3 separate regions of the Mus musculus genome follow, and regions 2 and 3 are each linked to region 1. The links are chromatin contacts, called in public promoter capture Hi-C maps. All regions are on one chromosome and are shown on one strand. Each heading gives the region's core, a stretch centred on a gene start, on an enhancer-like site or on the middle of the called end of the contact. The rest is flanking DNA. Distances are from core to core; before and after follow the strand shown. Region 1 holds the start of Zfyve16 (zinc finger, FYVE domain containing 16). Region 2 holds the start of Scamp1 (secretory carrier membrane protein 1). Region 3 holds the start of Atg10 (autophagy related 10).

Region 1 (3,532 bases), core at 495-2,994:
AATCGTGCCACTCCCTGAGCTGAGCATACACAAACCATAAAACATACCAACATGAATAGAATCCAACAATTCATGAAAAGGACTGAGCCAATAGGATCATCAGTGATTCAATTGTGCTATGTGGATATCTCAGGTTACACATTATTCGTATCATACTCTTACTAAGAGAGTGTCTAGCTTTCAGTAACAAAGCTAATGAGTGGCAGAACTAGAATTCAAATTCAGGTAGTGAAAAAAGAAGGAGGAAATAGGGGACTGGATTCATAGTTTCAATATCAAGAACATACTTCAAGAATAGGAGTGAGGCAAGAAAGACAGACAGACTGCTCTCCCTCTCAGGTCCCCATTGGTTTCTGTCTTTCCTTCTGGAAGTTCTGTCTTTACCTTGCTTCTCCTTACAGGTGTTCCTGGGGAGGGAATTTGGGCTACTGTACCTGGCTACTAAGCAGGTTCTTTCAAAAGTCCTACTTTATATGTGAATTTGTGTTAACTTATATCCACACCAGGATATGAGAGTATCCACACTATTCTCACCAATGAATTCATCTATAAATTAAGCAAATTGGTAAAACAGATTTATGGAGAATACACTGTTTCTGCTATATTAAGTTTGAACATCAATAAAATGTGGTAGACATGCTATTTTGTGAACTGATTTGCATATACTTTAAAATGTTGTTTTGTTCATTTAAAATAACTCTTATTTGTCCTTACATTGTACTATATACTTTTGCCCCTAATTTGTATGCACAAGCCACTGCTTCTGAATTGAGGTTCCAAAAAGACGACGGCCCCATTTTATCTGTGACAGTGTCCAACGTATAAAAGTGAAAATACACACTGTACTTTGTAGAATTATTCTTATATTTTTGGTTGTGAGACTAGCCTTTAACGGCTGAGCCATCTCTCCAGCCCTTGTGGAATTATTCTTAAGATTAATTAGCTAATGTAAGCGAAGCATCTCTTTTGCATTGTCTGTCAAAGAACAGGCCAGTCACCTTACACAACCAAAAGTTTTGCTCTTGGCAAAAATCAGAGTTTAGAAGGGGAACCAGAAGTAGAGATGCAGAATCTCTGAAAGATAAACTACAGTTGCCAATTACTGAATTGAGGACCTGAGCTCTGACTGTGAAGTCTCTTGAGTACAAATCACAGCAGCGATAACGCTTGTAATCTCTCGAAAGCCTAGGCGAGCCAGCAGTCCCCAAGCTGGTCCGGATACTAATTTTCTCTTCGCTCTCTTTGAATTTTAGAAAACTCGTGGTGAAAATGCGAAGGCCGAAGCAGAGAGCGCGCGCGAGGCATCGGGCATCTCCTTCCGAGAGGGTAGCTGGCTTCTGGTTTTAGACAGCAGCCGCTCTGGAGGCTACAGAGGGTTGGAAATGCAGAAGTACAGCCAGAAGTGCAGGGCGGCGTCGGCCAATCCGCTCACCCAAGGACCGGCATTTAGGAGCTGCCCGGAGGTGAGATACAGTGTCGGCCGCTGGATTTGGCTGGTGCAAACCGGAGTGCCGGGTCAGCTGAGCTGTGGCACTAGTCACCTCCTGAGGCCAGCAGAAGAGCGTCCTTGGAACAGCGTCCGAGCGCAGGATCCCAACGGAGTCGCCTGGCCACTTCCGGCGCGCCCGCGTGGACTGGCTCGGACCCGAGCAGCGCGCATGCGCATAGATCAAGCCTCCCGGAGGGGGCGTGGCAGCGGGAAGCATTCTCTGCGCCTGCGCCCTTCTCTGCTAGGTCGGCTGGGGACGAGCTCTAGGCTGGCGTCGCGCTGTCCTGGGTGTCGTGGCCGGGTTACTCTTCACGCCTCACTGCGGCGTCGCGTCGAGTCCCCGAGAGCTCGGCGGGGTGTGGGGAGGTAAGAGCCTCGGAGCCGCCACCGGCCTCTCCTCAGCGTACTGCGGGCGGAGGGGCGGGGCGGCCTCGGACTCGCTAGGCTGCGACGGCCCGGCCTCGCCTTCCTCCGGGACCCGCCTGCCACCCTGGGCTCTGTGCGGCCGAGATACCCGACCCCATCGCGGGCTGGGCTGGGCCGGGTCGGGCCGCACTGGATCCCGCGAGTCCCCGCGGCGCCTGTTGTCGCCGCCTCCTCCGTTTCACTGATGCCTCAGTGTTCGCTCGCTGTCTTTGGTGCCTCTGAAGAGATGACCTTAACTTTTAACAGTTAACCTGTTTGTGCGACCGTGATTGCAATTTGTTACATTCCAGACTCATGTTCTTGGTTAGCCATGTCAGAAAACCAGCCCGTAAATTTAAATATTAACTTCATCTTTTAATTCAAAGAATAAGTTGGTGATGTCATCCGGTTCCGTCACTTACTCGGCTGAGTTTGGCATTTCTCGAGTTGGCAAAAGTTTAGTGGTTTGATCGTGTCTGTCCGATTTTTCACATAACTTCTTTTTTCCCCCTTCTCTTTGATATTAAACTACACATTTAGTGGCAAGCTATTTAAAAATTAGAGGAGGGAATTAGGAATGAGCTAGTCACCATTCCACCGTGCAAAAGTAACCAGCCGCTTACCATTTTGACATTTTTCTTTGTCCTTTTTTTTTTTTTTTTTTTTTTTTTTTGGCCCCTGTTGCATTTTAAACTTAAAATGATAAGAGTGTTGCTCACCTTTCCCATGTTTTTAAAAGCTGTACACATATACCCATTACATTTTTTTACTATACACATAATAATATGAGCAAAAACAATCTTTTGAAGTAGCTACCTTACAAATAAAACTAATTTTTTTGTCCCCAGTCATAATGCCAATTACACATAGTATCCTATATGGTTGAAGATAATGACAATTGAAAAATATTCAAGAAAATGTAATTGTTAATGCAGAATATTTACCATTTTGAAAATTAAAACTCTGGAAATTCTTTTTTTTCTTCACATATTCACTTAAAAATAGTCATACAATGAAGCAAATACTTTATTATATTAAAAAATCTTGGTTGTTTTTAAATTCTAATTCTAATGTACATTGAACATTTTCTTCATGATCATATTACTGTCTTTCACAATTTTATACCCCTTACAGTCTAGTGTCCAACTGCCTTCTAATATATTTTTATTATTTTTATATTGTTAGAATATTTTATATCATTTTTAAGGAAAATAATAAAATTATCTCCTTTTCTCTTTTTAAGTAAAATGTAGAGAGACATAATTTAGCTTTGAAAGGCTTACATAATCCCTACACTAGATTTAGTTTAGTACTTGTTCCTCCGTATTTTCCCCCTTGCTAATACTATTTTAACAATTTTTGTGGAAAATGGATTTATGTTGTACAGAGTTTTGTGATTTTCTTTCTTTCAGCGTTGTGTATTGGATAGTTCTACAGAAGTATGTGTAACCCAGGTCATAGCTTTATGCACACAGGTTTAGGGATCATTAGTTGTTTCATGTCAGGCTTCTATATTCTTCTGTATCTTTTCCTAGGTCGCTTCCATTCACAGTGGTGCATTACTGATTTACAAATCTTTATCTCAGAATCCTCTCTGTATTCCAGGTTCTTACATTCAACAGTGTCTTGGACATCTTC
Region 2 (3,532 bases), core at 773-3,272, 1.8 Mb before region 1:
CATCATTCCTTACATTTGAGTTAATAGCTGCTCCAAGTTCCTGTCTTGATGTACTGAAACAATAGACAACTTGAAATGTGAGCCGAATAGACCTCCTTTCTGTTGGGATTGCTTTCTGCCAGGGTATTTTAATGCCAGTACTAGGAAACAAAATCATAACAGCCCATAGTTATGTTTTGAACCTGTTTTAGGAATTTATACACAATAACATTTATATAAAGACCTTTTTAAAAATGAAGATGCAGGGTCCCTATTTGGGAACCCTAATGCAAACTCTTGGGGCTAGGAGACGCACAGGCCTGGGTGTCTGCCCAGGAACTCCGTGGGGTTGGAGCAGTGAGTGCATCTTTAGCTTAAAAAAAAAGAGAGAGCGAGAGAGAGTACAGTTGGAAATTTCCACCAGGCATTGCATGCTCAGCTGATCTCTATGGGCTTGGAACACAGAAGTTAAGTATAATAGTCTGAATACTTGAGTCATCTGGGGGATCCTTGGAAGGATTGAGAGCCCAAACAATGGGAATCAGCTGGATAAGGTCAGGTTCAGGAGAGATGAGACAACCCACAGAACAAGGGGCAGGGTAGGTACCCTCGCTGTTTGCACACGTTCAGCCAATATTTACCTGGATTTAAAGACATGCGGGGCACGTTTTACGCAGTTTTTCATACTTATTCTTTAGCCTCTAACACTCAGAGAGGTTAGCACAGGAGCACAAAGTAACTTTTGTAGTTGAGCTTGGATTTCAACAGGTGCTGAACCCTGAGTCAGAACCAGGTACAGGCAGCTGCCGAGGATCTGGGAGCAGAGCCCCCAATCTTAGATTCTTTCCACCTTGTGGTGATCACTGTTGGATGCCTACTTCCTAATTAGTTGGCTGCCTTAGAAGCAGCTGCTTTGTCATCCCAACCTGGATTCTACCAGACTACAGCACGTTGTGCGTGGGTGGGTGGGTGCGCTTTCACATTGGGGAAAGTTATTATTGCCTAGGTGACTTTGCCTAGCGCAAGGCCCTCAAAAAGCTATGGATAATTAAATCTGGGTTTTTCCAGTTCTTAGGTCCCTGCCAAATAAAAATAATTCTGGGTTCACCCAAGTGCCCTTCTGTTAAAAGTGGAAGGAAGGATAGAGTTGAGAAAGCCATGTCCTCTCAACAAGTTCCGGGTGGTGCAATGACTGATATGTCATTTACTGTAGTTTTCAATAATCATTCCCGGCACTTGGAAGAAAAAAGGCAAATATTAGGAGGTGTGTATTCTGCATCCAAATGCCTGAAAATAAACGTCAACAATTTCTCTTCCATTATCAGTAACTTGAGGGTCTGGGTCGATAGACTCTGCCACCTACTCGGCCGTCCCACGTGCCCCCACCCCCCATTATTTATGAGTGGGGAGGGAGGATGGGAGACAGAGGCTGCCCCCCCCCCCTCCCCGCAGTGAATGTTGCCTTTTCTTGGAGCAACTCCGGATCCTCAGCGCGAAGCCGCTTTCCGTGACTTCGCAGTAACCTGGGATCGGAGGACCGGCTGGGTTTCCCAGGTTGGGGTGTGTCGGGCAGCGATGTTTTAAGTTGCTTTAGGGTTCCTATCCTCTCTGGGGTCTGGAATCTTTGGTGTCTGCGGCGGATGTTTTCGCACCTCAGCTACTCGCTCTCCAAGTCTTGTCTCCCCCACCTGCCACGTGGGACCTGCGCGCACCGTCCTCCCCTACACAGGCCACCACCCCTTCCCCAAGCCGCACTAGGTGGGTCCACGGCCCGGGGCTTGGAACCTGCCCTCCGCCTGCGCTCGCCCTTCGGTCGGAGGCAGAGCCCGGAGCGCAGATCCAGGCGGGAAGGGACGGCCGGATGGCTGGGCGCCGCGGGCCTCCGCCGCACCGGGCATGCTCAGTGGCACGGCCGGCTCGGTGGCCCGCGAGCTGCACCCGGATCTGTGCGGCGGCGGCGGCGACGTGAGCGCGCAGGGGGGCGGCGGCCTCGCCTCGTCTGTGTCTCGGCGCCGGGCTCGGGTGGGTGACGCGCAGTGCCGGGGCAATGTCGGATTTTGACAGCAACCCGTTTGCGGATCCGGATCTCAACAACCCGTTCAAGGTGAGCGCCCGGCCGCGGCCCTGGCCCGCGTTGGGCGTCGCGGTGGCCGTGGAGGCCCTGTCGGGAGGGTCTCGGGACGCAGCGTCACCACTGGCCGCGCCACCAGCCAGGAGGCTCGCACCGGGCCGCGGACCGGCCGGACCGGGAGCCGGGTCCGGAGCGGAGCGGGGCATGTGTGGCCGCCACTAGTCCGGTCGGCACGGCGGGCCGCGGGGCGGGGGCCGGGAGGCCGGGGCGCCCGGGCTGGGGTTGTCATGGGGACCTGGCACCGGCGCTGCGTGCCGGTGACGGCCAAGGTGTGCGGGAGAGAGGCGCGGATACACGGACGCTGCGATAAAAGGATAAAGGGGTGTTTTTTATTATCAAAACTCGGTTGCTCCCAGAGCCACCAGTGGCGCTGCCAGAGGCCCCCTTCCCCACCGGGCCCAGTTTAGGGGAACGGGCATCAAACAGAAGTTAAAAATAAATAAACATCTGGAAACAATAGTGCACACGGGCATCTCCCCACCTAGCTGCTGTTAGGGAGGTGGACCCTGGGCCATTTTCCAAGCTGGGAGTGCGTCACCGGGGATCCGAGCTGTTTGAGGATTCCGTTCCTCACGTGAGTGAGCTCTTTCCTTCATGGAGTGGACCTGATCGGATCCCAAGCCTCAGAAGGGCTTGGCATAGAAATAAATGCCTAGGCAGGCCATTTAAATGTTAGGCATCTGCTCTAAAATTTAATGCCGCGTCCGAGAACTTTGCCTTGAAAAGTACTTTGGTTTTCTTAAAGACTGTGAGGCATAGCAAGGCAATTTCTTCCAACTGTTGGCTTGGTTAGTTCTTTCTTAATTGCTCTGACTGTGTGCAGCTCAAACTTTAATTTGTAGTCTCAAAGGTGAAGTAGGAACTAATTTGTGGGCACCCAAGTGCTGCTTCTGGCCTGTTGGGTTTACCTCTTTTTAGTCCTTTTGTGGCTTACCTGCAATATTGAAGCAAAAGGCACCCCTGTTCTGATGGTTTTAACCTCATGTCTTCATGAAGGATTCTTTTAATGAAGTTATCCCCCTTATACCTGACAGCTGGACTCATTTTGCAAAACTACAGAGAAAGCTGTTATGGTTGAGTTGACTGTAACTTTCAACACCTGGTCCTCCCGATCTATTCATTTGCTTTTTTGTTTTGGTTTTCATTGTTGTTTTGAGACAGGGTCTCACTAGGTAGTGTACCTGGCTTTGGAACTTTCTTTCCTTCTACCTCAGCCTGCCAAACTCTGTAATTGCAGATAAAAGGCTCAGGTACACTTTAAAGGGCGGTCCATGCTCCCTCAACCCCCTGAAGTTTTTGTTTCATTTACTATTGGACTCACTTCCATGTAGTGAAAATTGGATTATTCTGATATTATGGATATCCAAAAGAAACATTTCATAATTTGTCAAGTGAGTGTCATTTAAAAATAATTAGAGATGA
Region 3 (3,532 bases), core at 290-2,789, 1.3 Mb after region 1:
ACTTACATCCTATTTTTTTGTCTACCATAGGTGAATCATGTCATTTGAAACTGGCTCTGGTATAGAATGCCGGGCTTAAGCTAATGTGGTATAATTTGTGGTACGTATTCTAAAATTTTGAGTACAATAGTATGGTAAATTAATGATTCTTATTTTTACATGGGCAGGTTTTTTTTTTTTTTGGTAATTTTTACTTTATTTTTAGAAAATAATAAAGCAGACTTGGCTGCTCTAGAATTTCCTCTATAGCCCAGATTGGCCTTGAATTCCTCTTGCCACCACCCCCTATTACTTCACTGAGTGCTGGGGTTATAAGCATGAGCTGCCATACCCTACAAATAACTTCTTATCCTTCAAAACAAACTAACACGTCAAATAGAAGCAGGTTAAGATGTTCCAAGCTTTAATCCTAACACTTAGATGTAGAAGTATTTACAGTTCCAGGCTAGCCTAGGCTACAGATTCCTTCTAATTAAAAAATAAATTAAATTAGGTGCTACCAATTAATTAATAGTTGCTCAAAAAAGTTAAAGTTCATTTTTACAAAACTGTTTTAAAACTATTTTGTGTGTGGCAAAATGTCACTTTTTTTGGTTTTTGTTTTGACAAACAAAATAGTGGTTTAATCATCAATAAAACCAACAATCAGAAACTACCATCCTTCTACCATCCTTCTAACTTCTAAGCCCCTTTTAAAGTTAGCCCCTTCCCCATCTTTTGCCAGTGGTCACTACAGATCTATGTTCTGTCCAATTATAAAACAAACTCAGAACACATACACACACACACTGTTAACCTTTTATTTCGAAACAATATGGACTTACAGGAAATTGCAAAACCATTACCTAGAGTCCCAGGAATTTATTAGCTACTTAACATGGTAATCTTACACTACTTGCTCAAGACCAAAATTTCCCTTTTCACATTTGAAGACAGCAGTTTCATTTTGCCTGTTTCTTTTCTAAGAAATACTGTACTGTTTAAAGGACCAGACATGCTTTTCCTGAGATATTCTATCGGTCCCCATAACCCCTAAGACTCCTACATCTTCTGGTATTTTCCTTGGCCCTACCATTGCCTCTTGGTTTCATTTTACTGATTGGTATTTTCTGATTTTTGTGCTGCAAATGATACAGTTACTAGCATTCGAATTCCTAACTTCTCGCCCCAGCCTTAAATGGGTGGCAGTGACCACCTCATTTAGCTGGTACTGCTCTCTAGGCTCTTGGGGATGCTCGCGGCCCTCATCCTGGCTCGCACTCTACTTGTCACGAGTCCCCTGTTTATAGCCAGGCGTCTAGAATGACTGCGTGTGGGGAAGGGAGTGCAGATACCCTGGCTCGGGGTTGCCCCTGCCTGGCCGAGAGCACCAAGCGGGTTAGGCTCCGGGAAAGTGAAGGCTGCTGGCGCCCGGGTTGCAGGAAGGTCTCGCCCGGACGTCACCGTGCAGCCCCACTGCGCATGCTCACCGCAGCGCGGGCAGAGCTCCTCCGCTGCCGTGTCGCTCCTGCGGTCCCGGCCCCGCCCCGTCCCTCCCCGCTCCGCCCCGTGCGCGCCGCCGGCTCCAGGTCAGGGCGAGCGAGCGGGGTGAGTACACCTAACCTCGGCGACCTAACCACGGCGGTACCTCCGCCGCTGCCTGCAGCCCTCGCCCGCCTCCTGGGACCTGAGAAGGGTGGAGGATCGGCCAGCCAGTAACAGGCCTGGGAGGTGGGCGCGGGCCGCCCAGGCGACCTTTCCACCTTGTGCTAGGAATGTGCTCACGTGACCTTGAAACAAAGGAAGTTAAGTGACTGGCAGGCTTTTCAGATTTGCAGCCAACACAACCTCCTCCCCCCATAATCTATAAAACCGGGAAGGTGGGGGAGGGGGGCGGAGATAAAGGACTAGTTAACTGATTTATAGAAGCCATACTTGCATCTATAGTGATAATTATGAAAATCTTGGTAGTAAAGCCCAGGGTTTCAGAATCAAAATGGAGCCCCATTTTCTGCAGTTACATGTTTTCGGCAAGATGTAAATTGTTTCCAACTGTAAGGAAAAAACAAAACAAAACAAAACAAACCAACCAGAACAGTCTTGGGTTTGTTTTTGAGAGAGATTTGTACTATGTAGCCCACGCTGGCCTGGAACTCTAAACAACCCTGCCTCTGTCACACAAGTGTTGGGATTCCTAGTGGGCACTCTCATGCCTGTTTTACCTATCTTGAGCCTCTTGCCTCAGCCTCTCCTCAGAGAAGCTGAGTTTATAGACCCCCATCTCAGGTTACAGGGGCCATCAGCTTCCCTCCAGTGCTTGTGTTCATGTTTTAAGTTCTCTTTGACAATTGGCTTCCTCTTTCTAAGTGCAATAGTTCTTTTCCAAAGGCTTACTTTGGGTCATTATAATGTGACAGTGGCCCCCACTGTGGTGATGAAAGTGAACATTTATGATGGTTAGGGTTGGAGAACACAGACCCTGTGCAGGACTCAAGTCTATTTTAGGATTCCAGGTACCATTGCTCCTCATTGCTTCCAAAGTGTCCGATATTGACAGGAAAAAATGACACAGAATGAAAAACTTAGCAGAAAAAAAAAAATTCAGAGCAACAAGGGAGTTAAAAGTCTCACAGAGCAGTTTTAAAGACGTCATGCCTGAGCTTGATGGCCTATCCCTCTCACCCAAGTGTGGGGCAATGGGCTATACACACCCCAGCCTGGCATAGCTAGAGGCAGAGCTACCTCCATTTTGAGGCTAGCCTGCACTATGCATGGCTAGATCCTGTCTCAATGAGCAAAAAAAAAAAAAAAAAAAACCCAGAAAGTTGTTATTTATATTTTAATGGAAGAAACTAGAGTAAATAGTTCTAAGCTGGATTCATTTGAATATGGAATATTTCAAGATTAGGGTGTAGATCTTACTATACAAAGTGGGGATATCTAAGACAGTGCTTTAAAAATTATATCTTTCCCTGTCTAGATTTTCTAGATTAGGCTAGCCTTGAGCTTCCTGGACAGCTAGGGCTGACCTTAAGCTGATCCTGTCTCCACTTCCCAAGTTCTGTGTGTATTAAACACAATGCCCAGTTTATGTGATGCTGGGAATTGAACTCAGGCCTTTGTGCAGGCTAGGCAACCATGCTGCCAACTGTACCACACTACCCCCACAGTTTTATATTTTAGACAGGGTCTTACTGAGTCCAGTCTAGTCTAGAACTCACCATCATGTTGCCTCTAGAGCATAAACATCTACTACCATGCCCAGAACAAATTATATCTTGATAGCACTTTTTAACGTTCAATAAATTTCTTAGAAACATAAGCATCCCTTTAGGAAAAACAGTAAAGCTTACATAAGTAGAGAGTTTCAGAGTGAGGATGATTTAAATATTATCTTGAGGCCTTAAGATGTGCTTTGGACCTCGGAGGTTATGTTTGAATCACAAGTATAATCAACATCCAAAAGAAAGAGCTATAGAGATTACCTGGTGATGGTACGTTGACAACAGGCTATAAAAACAATTGGAAAGTAGGATAAGAGGATATTGTGCTC

What was found. Promoter capture Hi-C pulls out the DNA fragments that hold promoters and counts their contacts.
Region 2: a contact with region 1 is called in a promoter capture Hi-C map of liver, with 2.8 times the contacts expected there. The contact joins the promoter of Scamp1 here to the promoter of Zfyve16 in region 1. A contact is called at or near these places in 2 of 39 promoter capture datasets (hippocampal neurons and liver).
Region 3: a contact with region 1 is called in a promoter capture Hi-C map of erythroid cells, with 9 times the contacts expected there. The contact joins the promoter of Atg10 here to the promoter of Zfyve16 in region 1.

What each region holds. Positions count from the first base shown.
Region 1 is chr13:92,529,022-92,532,553 of GRCm38.p6, reverse strand. Zfyve16 (zinc finger, FYVE domain containing 16) reads left to right here and starts at 1,744. Exons shown (of 18, transcript NM_173392.4): 1 at 1,744-1,855.
Region 2 is chr13:94,283,771-94,287,302 of GRCm38.p6, reverse strand. Scamp1 (secretory carrier membrane protein 1) reads left to right here and starts at 2,022. Exons shown (of 9, transcript NM_029153.1): 1 at 2,022-2,083. The coding sequence starts at 2,027.
Region 3 is chr13:91,221,994-91,225,525 of GRCm38.p6, reverse strand. Atg10 (autophagy related 10) reads left to right here and starts at 1,539. Exons shown (of 8, transcript NM_025770.3): 1 at 1,539-1,587.